Regions from separate parts of the Xenopus laevis genome. Here region 2 is linked to region 1. A link is a contact called in public Hi-C data. All regions are on one chromosome and are shown on one strand. Each heading gives the region's core, a stretch centred on a gene start, on an enhancer-like site or on the middle of the called end of the contact. The rest is flanking DNA. Distances are from core to core; before and after follow the strand shown.

Region 1 (5,069 bases), core at 1,913-4,412:
CTGACCAGCAGGTGGCGCTGTTGGAACAAAATTCATTCATATTAACAGCACATGTATCCCTTAATATCTTGGAATTAAAAGAAAACAATTAATGAATGTAATATATAAAAGTGCTTAGAATAACACTCTCATCAATTTTACATTCACTTATTTTAAAGGTTTACTTATCCTTTCAGATTTTAAGGCTTGGAAATCAGTCAAGTGTCCCTCTATGACAAGGATTACTAACCCCCCTCACTGACGAGTATTTTTACTAGCCCAGATCTGGTTTTGCCATAGCCTGGACCATGGAATGCTGGGAGTTGTGTCAGTAGGTCAAGAATGATAAAGGTTTAGGGAGGCTAAAGGAGGACATAGATGTAACAATTCCGATCTTTCCTACAAAAAGATTGTTTGTTTTCAATACAGACATGTTAAGAGTTGAATTGTCAGATATACAGGTAGAAACAATACCTGTATCTTACTAGTCAGCACTAACAGTGGCAGTTCATTTTCCAGCTAGCCCGATCGATGTCCAAGTCTTCTCCCACCATACATGAACCAAATATCGTACGAAAGGGGGTTTCATACGATATTATTGGTGCATCTATGGCCACCTTAAGGCTCCCCAAACAGAGACCAACTGCTATATATACGGATATATAATTTAAGTTAAAGGAAGCCTTCTACTCCTAGCCTCCCAAAGCAAAAACATCACCCTCCTCTCATGGTTTTGTCTCCACATTAGCCAGAGAGCTGGTTAAAGAACAACGGCTGAAGATCATTTCAGGTGATGTTCTGCTAATCCAAGGACCAGGCATTAAGTCAATCAACAGGACTGAGATATTTGTGGGACAGTCTGGAGCTGAAGACCTAAAAAAGGGGGTAAAAAAGGGATCATGCGCGTAGAGATGGCTGGGCATGATGTTCAAAGCAGCCAGACTAATGGCTTATTCACTAAACTGATGAAACAAGTTAATTTTATATGTGAAGCTTATCTGCACAATAACCTTGATGCCCAAACTAGCACCCATGAGCTCATGTTAACCTACAAATCCTAGAACTCCAGGCTTAATCTGGGCATACATGGTACCAGAATAGTCGACAGAGCAGAGCAAAATAGGGATGATATGATCACATGGTCTCCAGGCCTAAGGTGACCCATCAGAAGTGATACCCATCAGGATTTGATGGGTATCCAGGACTTTAGCCAAATATTGGTCAGGCAGGCTGCTGAAACCTCCCCATACACAGGCCAATAAGCTGACGACTCAACCAACCCGGTGGAACAATAAGAATTGTAGTTCACCAGAAGCCGTGGAGCCACAGACTAGACAGCCTTGAGAGTTACAAACTCTATTGGCACTTTATTAATATGGGATAAGGAGATAACTGTATGGTGCAGCCAACTGGTTACCATAGCATTTTTCCGAGTATCTCTGCTCATTATCTCTAATTCCACTCTACATACAGGGCGCCTCGGAAATAAAATAAAACTGGCGTGGGGCATGCGAAACCCGATCAGGTCGGAGGACCTGCCAAAATAAGGAAATTGGAATCTTAAGACAAAATGTACAGAACTGTACCTTGGCTGCATTTCAAGTGCATTATGGGTGAGGCTGCCAAGACTTGTGAGATCCTCCAAAGATGGGGTTTTGTGATATAATTATCACTTCCCGTGCCTCTGGATATGTGCCCTTGGATTTACCCTTTGTTGCTCACCTCCGACTTTTAACAGTATATAGTCAGGTTTGAGTGGTGGCCATGGAACATATTTGTTATTTTTAAAATATTTTTGGAACATTGCTGAGATATGAAATAATAAAGGTTTTTTTTAGTGGATATTAGACAAACATGGAATTTTAAGGACAAGAAAAGATTTTTTTCCACTCATATAGTTACAAGCAAAATCACCCCACACTGTCACATAACCCGGGTCAGATGTATTCAGTACTAGTTGAGCTAATTCTGGCCCGTTTCTTGAGCCCAACACATAGTCTAGCTTTTAAAACCTGGTCACACCTGAAGTCTACTAAGCCCTTCTTACATGTGTCCACAAAGCTCCTTCCGGTCCTGAGTTCCATTAAACCTTTCAATGATCTCAAGTCCACTTCACTTGGCCACATACATGGATATTAAAGATGTTGACTTGGCCCCTCCAGATCATATTGGTAAGTAATTGGTGCGCAGGTTGGCCTGCTCAATTAATAACTGACTAAAAATCTACTGGGCGGGTTTGGAAATCCCATTGGGTGAGGATTGCATTGGTGTGTTGATCTAGGCTTGTATTGACCATCTTAAATCCTACCTTGCTTGGACTTTGACTTCACTAAACCCCGATCATTCTTAATCTCAACCTAAGCTCTTGCCTATATCAATCTCACTTCCACTAAGTCCTACTCCTATGAAAAGGACATGATCAGAGTATTTTTGTGGTCCTCTCTGAAGTGATCTCCATAGGACGCCCATTTGATATGATCATTAGTGTCCTCTATCCTTGTATGGCCATCTTAATTCCCACCCCGTCGGATCTTGCATTAACTAACCCCTTTCCAATCTTAATCATAGGTCCACTTTGCTCTTCCCTGCCAAGTCAAGTCCTTTTCAATCTCAGCTTTGAGTTCTTCCTGTCTTGGTATTGACTAATAGCTTCAACATGGACATGATTTCTTGAAGGTTAGAAATCTGCAAGAGAACCAAAGTTAAAGATGAAACGCCCCCTGCTAGTGACACTAGTGACTCAGTTACTTGTGATGGGGCAGGATTAGCCATCTTGCCCTGCTGTTGTCATCCTCTCCTACTGTCGCCATCTTTCTCATGGCGCCACCCTGTCCTACTGCTGCCATCTTCACCTTGCCTCACACTCATAGGCAGAGAATAAAGAAGATTTAGGGAGACTTAGCCACCCCATAAACAGACCCACTGCTATATAGTCATATATCATGTTCTCCAGTTCTCCAATGTGAAGCCTTCCACTGACACCTCTCCAAACAAAACTTCTACCCTTTTGTCCTGCCTATAGTCGCCTACTAGCCAAATATTTCCAAACTTTTGCAGATGTCTTGGAATTGCTTGTGCTGACGTCGACAGTCAACTGCCTGAAGCATAGTGTCAGCGTAGAGGGTTAGAGATAACGCAACGGCGGCTGAAAAGCCATTGTTGGCCTGTCAAACTGAACATCATGGAGGGGAGGGGGGTGTATAGAGCGATGTAACTCAGCTGCCATTTGGTCTCCCAGTGAACCTCACCAGTTGGAATGTGTGCTTCACGCTTTCGTGTAAAAAATGTTCAAGAGTCACATTCCCGAAGCAATGAAAAATATACAGAGCGGAGTTGGGTCGTGAGCAATGTCGTAGATACCAGACACCACTACGTGTGCAGGGGGGAAAAAAGTAAAAAGGCAGAAGAAACCATTTAAAAATACCAAGTGTGCCACTGGCTCAAGCTCACTTGCATAAGGGTCGGGCAGGCTTAAGGGTCCAATGCCAAAGCATATGTGGCTACCTTCTCCTCACTGGCAACTCCTTGATAAATAATGGCCTACACATAAGTCACAGTGTCACTTCAGCGTCCAATCAGAATCCGTTACTAGGAGATTGCTTGGCTTCTGATTGGTCAGTCGCCACAAAGGGTGGCAGCGTTCATATATTTTTTGGCACTTAATGATCGCCAGTTCGTTTATTAACCTCACGCGGTGACGTGGCACTGCCGACTTCAGAAAGGAAACCCATCATTGTTTTCCTTATATATAATGATCACTCTAGATCTGGATTTTGCTGTAAGAAAATAACTTTTTGGGTAAATGTACATCACTCTTTTTTTTTTTTTTTTACATGGATCCTGTTTAAATATACAACATAATCTCTTGTGCGAGCACCATAATGACCGCGGCCTGTCTCTGCACTGGTACAGCTGGAGCAGGAGTCGGATCTGTGCTCATCTACTCTCTGGTTATGATAAAATATAAACTGCCACATAATACTTCTCAGTGAGAGAGGAGGAACAGTCGTATTGTGCACGTAAGACAGCTGGCGCCCAGGTTGTCCGCACGCAAAGATATAACAAAACGTTTTGATTGGCTGATGTGATAACCCTGATGTAACGTTGGCAGGAATTGATAAACCTGATGCCTAACACAGGAATACTGGGGCAAACCCCCCACTCAATAATGCCACAGTAACAGTGTCCCTTCTGGTCTGGTATGATCTGGTACGACCCCATGCTAAACGAGGGGTCATAGCAGTGTGGCTTGCTCGTAACACTCCTCAAAGTCTTTACCCTTAGTGTGCACCTTCTGTGCAGCGCGATTTCGCCTCTGGTATTCCAAAAACTCCTCCTTAAGGGCCGCGCAGCGTTCTTCCGGGCTGGACAAAGGCTGAGGATAGCGGCTATCGAGAGCATCCACGGACCCCGAACCAGCCGGGGAATTGGGCGCCTCTGCAGGGGTCTTCACACCTAAGGAGAAGGTATCGGAGTGGGTTACACATGTGCTCCTGTTTAGAGGAACATCCCAGCCAGTGGCTTAAAGGAACAGTTCAGTGCAAAATAAAAACTGGGTAAATAGATAGGCTGTGCAAAATAAAAAATGTTTCTAATATAGTTATTTAGCCAAAAATGTAATGTATAAATTCTGGAGTGAGTGGATGTGTAACATAATAGCCAGAACACTACTTCCTGCTTTTCAGCTCTCTAACAGTGACAATAAGGGGGGCCACATGGGACATAACTATTCAGTGAGTTTGTAATTGATCCTCAGCATTCAGCTCAGATTCAAAAGCAACAGTTATGGCCCATGTGCCCCCCCCTCAAGTCTCTGATTGGTTACTGCCTTGTAACCAATCAGGGGAAAGCAAGAGAGCTGAAAAGCAGAAAGTAGTGTTCTGGCTATTATGTTACACATCCAGTCACTCCAGCCTTTATACATTACATTTTTGGCTAACTAACTATATTAGATACATTTTTGGCTAACTAACTATATTAGATACATTTTTGGCTAACTAACTAGTATATTAGATACATTTTTTATTTTGCACAGCCTATTTATTTACCCAGTTTTTATTTTTATACTGTTCCTTTAGCTAGAAGGCAAG
Region 2 (4,691 bases), core at 404-2,903, 63 kb before region 1:
ATATACAGTACAGGAGAGAGAGTGTAATATACAGTACAGGAGAGAGAGTGTAATATACAGTACAGGAGAGAGAGTGTAATATACAGTACAGGAGAGAGAGTGTAATATACAGTACAGGAGAGAGAGTGTAATATACAGTACAGGAGAGAGAGAGTGTAATATACAGTACAGGAGAGAGAGTGTAATATACAGTACAGGAGAGAGAGTGTAATATACAGTACAGGAGAGAGAGTGTAATATACAGTACAGGAGAGAGAGTGTAATATACAGTACAGGAGGAGAGAGTGTAATATACAGTACAGGAGAGAGAGTGTAATATACAGTACAGGAGAGAGAGTGTAATATACAGTACAGGAGAAGAGTGTAATATACAGTACAGAGAGAGAGTGTAATATACAGTACAGGAGAGAGTGTGTAATATACAGTACAGGAGAGAGAGTGTAATATACAGTACAGGAAGAGAGAGAGTGTAATATACAGTACAGGAGAGAGTGTAATATACAGTACAGGAGAGAGAGTGTATATACAGTACAGGAGAGAGAGTGTAATATACAGTACAGGAGAGAGAGAGTGTAATATACATACAGGAAGAGAGTGTAATATACAGTACAGGAGAGAAGTGTAATATACAGTACAGGAGAGAGAGTGTAATATACAGTACAGGAGATAATATACAGTACAGGACGAGAGGTGTAATATACAGTACAGGAGAGAGAGTGTAATATACAGTACAGGAGAGAGAGTGTAATATACAGTACAGGAGAGAGAGTGTAATATACAGTACAGGAGAGAGAGTGTAATATACAGTACAGGAGAGAGAGTGTAATATACAGTACAGGAGAGAGAGTGTAATACACAGTACAGGAGAGAGAGTGTAATATACAGTACAGGGGAGAGAGTGTAATATACAGTACAGGGAGAGAGAGTGTAATATACAGTACAGGAGAGAGAGTGTAATATACAGTACAGGAGAGAGAGTGTAATATACAGTACAGGAGAGAGGTGTAATATACAGTACAGGAGAGAGAGTGTAATATACAGTACAGGAGAGAGAGTGTGTAATATACAGTACAGGAGAGAGTGTAATATACAGTACAGGAGAGAGTGGTAATATACAGTACAGGAGAGAGTGTAATATACAGTACAGGAGAGAGTGTAATATACAGTACAGGAGAGAGTGTAATATACAGTACAGGAGAGAGAGTGTAATATACAGTACATGAGAGAGAGTGTAATATACAGTACAGGAGAGAGAGAGTGTAATATACAGTACAGGAGAGAGAGTGTAATATACAGTACAGGAGAGAGAGTGTAATATACAGTACAGGAGAGAGAGAGTGTAATATACAGTACAGGAGAGAGAGAGTGTAATATACAGTACAGGAGAGAGAGTGTAATATACAGTACAGGAGAGAGAGTGTAATATACAGTACAGGAGAGAGAGTGTAATATACAGTACAGGAGAGAGAGTGTAATATACAGTACAGGAGAGAGAGTGATATTATTATATGTATGAAGTCTAGAGGCAGATGAAATACAAGTCAATAAGCCGCATGAGATACACAGAGACTATTTCTATACAGACAATTGCCCCTCACCATGTCTGCTCTCTGCCTGCAGCTCCTCACTCTTTCACTGTTGTCTGGTTACCAGGTAACGGCTACTTCCCAGCCAATAGCTGTGCCCATGGAAACAGCAGGGCAACAGGAAGTGACGAGTGGGGAGAGCTTGTCTGCTGCTGGTGCAGGGAATTGTGGGAAACGACATCTCTGTGGCTGGGAGATGGCGCAAGGGATTGTGGGAAATGGTTTCTCTGTGAGGCGGGAGGGAGCTGAGCTGTGTTGTACAGTGCAGAGACTAGAGTAGATACACGTGTGTTGTTATTGTCTCCTCACACAGTGTTTCTATTAATACTCACAGCTTGCTGGAAATGATAGTAAAATATATTATGTACACAAGTGATTTATATACAGATATAAGTATAAAGCAGTATATGACATGCAGTGTATGACTAGAGACTGACTGACCCTATAACAGAAGCTTAGCCGCCATATTGGGACCCTGTGTGACTAGAAGTCCAATAATAACAGGGTGGCACCGGCTTCTGTCTATTCACAGCTGTGACTGTTGTTCTGCCTCATTAGTGTCACTATTTCCCTTTCACACATTATAGTAATAGATTTAAGTTCTATCTGTTGTTATAGTGGAGAGGCCTTATAGGTGCCACTTTCTCCCTTTATTAAAGCAAAACTATATCACACCTCCCAACTGTCCCTTTTTCGGAGGGACAGTCCCTCTTTTGACAGCTCAACCTGCAGTCCCTCATTTGTACTGGAAAGTCCCTCTTTTCTCTGCACTGAACAGCCAGAAAAAGAAACACAGTTTCTCACTTAATTGGCTTTTAGCAGAGAGCCCAGAACAGCTAACAGGTGCAAATAAGATACTTTTTGAGACACAAAAACACAGTTTAGATAAGGAGTAATATTTTCAAACTTTCATAACCTGCCAAATTTTGTAAAACAAAGATGGTAATTAGGGGGTGTGGCCACAGAAAGGGGTGTGGTCCAAAAATTTGCTGCGCTAGGTGAGGGAAAAAAATTTTTGTCCCTCTTTTTACTTCCAAAACGTTGGGAGGTATGCTATACCCCCAAACTGAACAATTAAGCAACAGTTTCGTTTACAGAACTTGGCAGGTTATGAAAGTTTGAACATATTTCTGTAGTTTTTTTTTCCAGTTATTACAGTTTTGCTAATGAAGGTGAAAAAAGGACCAGTAACGGCTTTTTTAAATGTCCTGCCTGTGGAGAGACTGAACCTTATTATAACAATGATTCCCAGCCCTTTGGACCCATGAGCAACATTCAGATGTTAAATGAGTAGAGGAGCAACGCCAGCATGAAGGTGATGTGTGGGGCGGCCCGATACCCGCGGGTCGGGCAGGTTCGGGCTAGGGTTGCCACCTTTTTTGGAAAAAAATACCGGCCTTCCTGTTAGGGTTGCCACCTGGCCGGTATTTTACCGGCCTGGCTGGTAAAAATTATGGTTGAACCCAATGTTATTAATAGGGAAAAATGATAAATATATAGGAAGGCCGGGATTTTTTTCCAGAAAAGGTGGCAACCGTACTTCCTGTATATTTAGATTGTTTTCCCTATTAACAACATTGGGGTCAAGCATAATTTTTACTGGTCAGGCCGGTAAAATACTGGCCTGGTGGCAACCCTAGTTTGGGCTGACTTTGCACTCTTCCTCACGGGTGAGTGCGGGTCAAATGCCGACTTCCGGGTTCGTCTTTTATAGATGTGCTCGCCCCACCCTTTTTGTGACATCATCGGCAGGGAGGGTTGGCTCAGGTCTATAAAAGCTAACCCGGGCATCAGATGCCCTCCCTTAGCACGGGCTATGGGAGGGCAGGTTTAGTGTCGGGTAAATCCCGACCCACACATCACTAGTCTGTGTGCTGCCTCAGAGATCACATGACCAGAAATACTACAACTCTGTAACAGGAAGAAGTGTGGAAGCAAAAGACACAACTCTGTCTGTTCATTGGCTCATGTAACCTAACATGTATGGTGTGTTTGTGTGCACCGTGAATCATACGATCCCAGGGGGCCACCCTTACTTTTTAAAATGTCAGTTTTCTATTTAGGATTACCCAATGGCACACACTACTAAAAAAGTACCGTATATTATTATGAAAATTGTTAATTTACATGAAGCAGGGTTTTACATACGAGCTGTTTTATGTAATATCTTTTTATAGAGACCTACATTGTTTGAAGGTATAGTTTTCCTTTAATTGCTACGTCAAATCCACAACAAGGAGTTTTTAATGACATGATAATGCTGACCTACTTGCCTCCCCCTTGCATGGACATAATTGCAAACAACTCGTTATTTTAAGCACTTTCTACGCTACAGAGACATCTTGGACTAATGGTACTGGAGGGGCATTTCCACCACTCAACTTTGTTGAGGTTTAAAACATTTAGCACTTCCCATAGGACAGCATGGGAGACGCAGGCATCAATTAGCTGGCGTCAAAATTGACTATTCTGATGCCGGCGACAATTTGACACGCATTAAAGTCAATGGGCATTCATTTAACTGTTGTTAAAAAACTTTGCACCAAATCCGCGAATTTATTCGGCAAAACGTGGAAATTCACCACAAATTCCCGACTGGCGAGTTCGCCCATCACTAATCGCCACCTGCGACAGCCAGCGTCTTTCACATGGAGGGCATTTCTGATGCATCCATGGATGGGGAAACGGTGCAATTAAAGGTGATTTAACTGCCTGAGATGACTATTCTGAACAAATGCCACAAATCCTAGTTCTAAGACTACAAATTACAAAATATAAAAAGCTGCCAATGAATCAGGGGTGTAACTATAGAGGAAACAGACCCTGCGGCTGCAGGGGGGCCCAGGAGGTATGGGGGCCCTGCGGGGCCATAATTAATGAGAAATTTCAAAATATATTGGTGAAACAGAGAACCTCTGGATATTTATGGGGGCCCTAAAATTAACTTGCTGTGGGGCCCAATAACATCTAGTTACACCACTGCAATGGACTAACCTTCTTCCAAATCTCCATCTTCCTGGTATCTAACCACCAGGATAGGAAATAGGGATGCACCGAATCCACTATTTTGGATTCGGCCGAACCCCGAATCCTTAGTGAAAGATT

The links. Hi-C and Micro-C count contacts between places; a contact is called where the count stands out from the background.
Region 2: a contact with region 1 is called in a Hi-C map of the XL177 cell line, with 3 times the contacts expected there. The contact joins the promoter of cfap45.S here to the enhancer-like site in region 1. A contact is called at or near these places in 3 of 4 Hi-C or Micro-C datasets (the XL177 cell line, the XTC cell line and animal cap).

The regions. Positions count from the first base shown.
Region 1 is chr8S:100,174,829-100,179,897 of Xenopus_laevis_v10.1, reverse strand. igsf9.S (protein turtle homolog A) reads right to left here. Exons shown (of 21, transcript XM_018233517.2): 21 at 3,751-4,434. The coding sequence ends at 4,214. Among protein-coding and RNA genes, the nearest start is that of tagln2.S, 20 kb to the left of the region's middle. Within about 2 kb of position 3,162, at least 1 of the 7 cell types and tissues checked has an H3K27ac peak or open chromatin away from gene starts, as enhancers often do.
Region 2 is chr8S:100,236,691-100,241,381 of Xenopus_laevis_v10.1, reverse strand. It overlaps cfap45.S (cilia and flagella associated protein 45 S homeolog), which reads right to left and starts at 1,653. Exons shown (of 12, transcript NM_001095394.1): 1 at 1,599-1,653.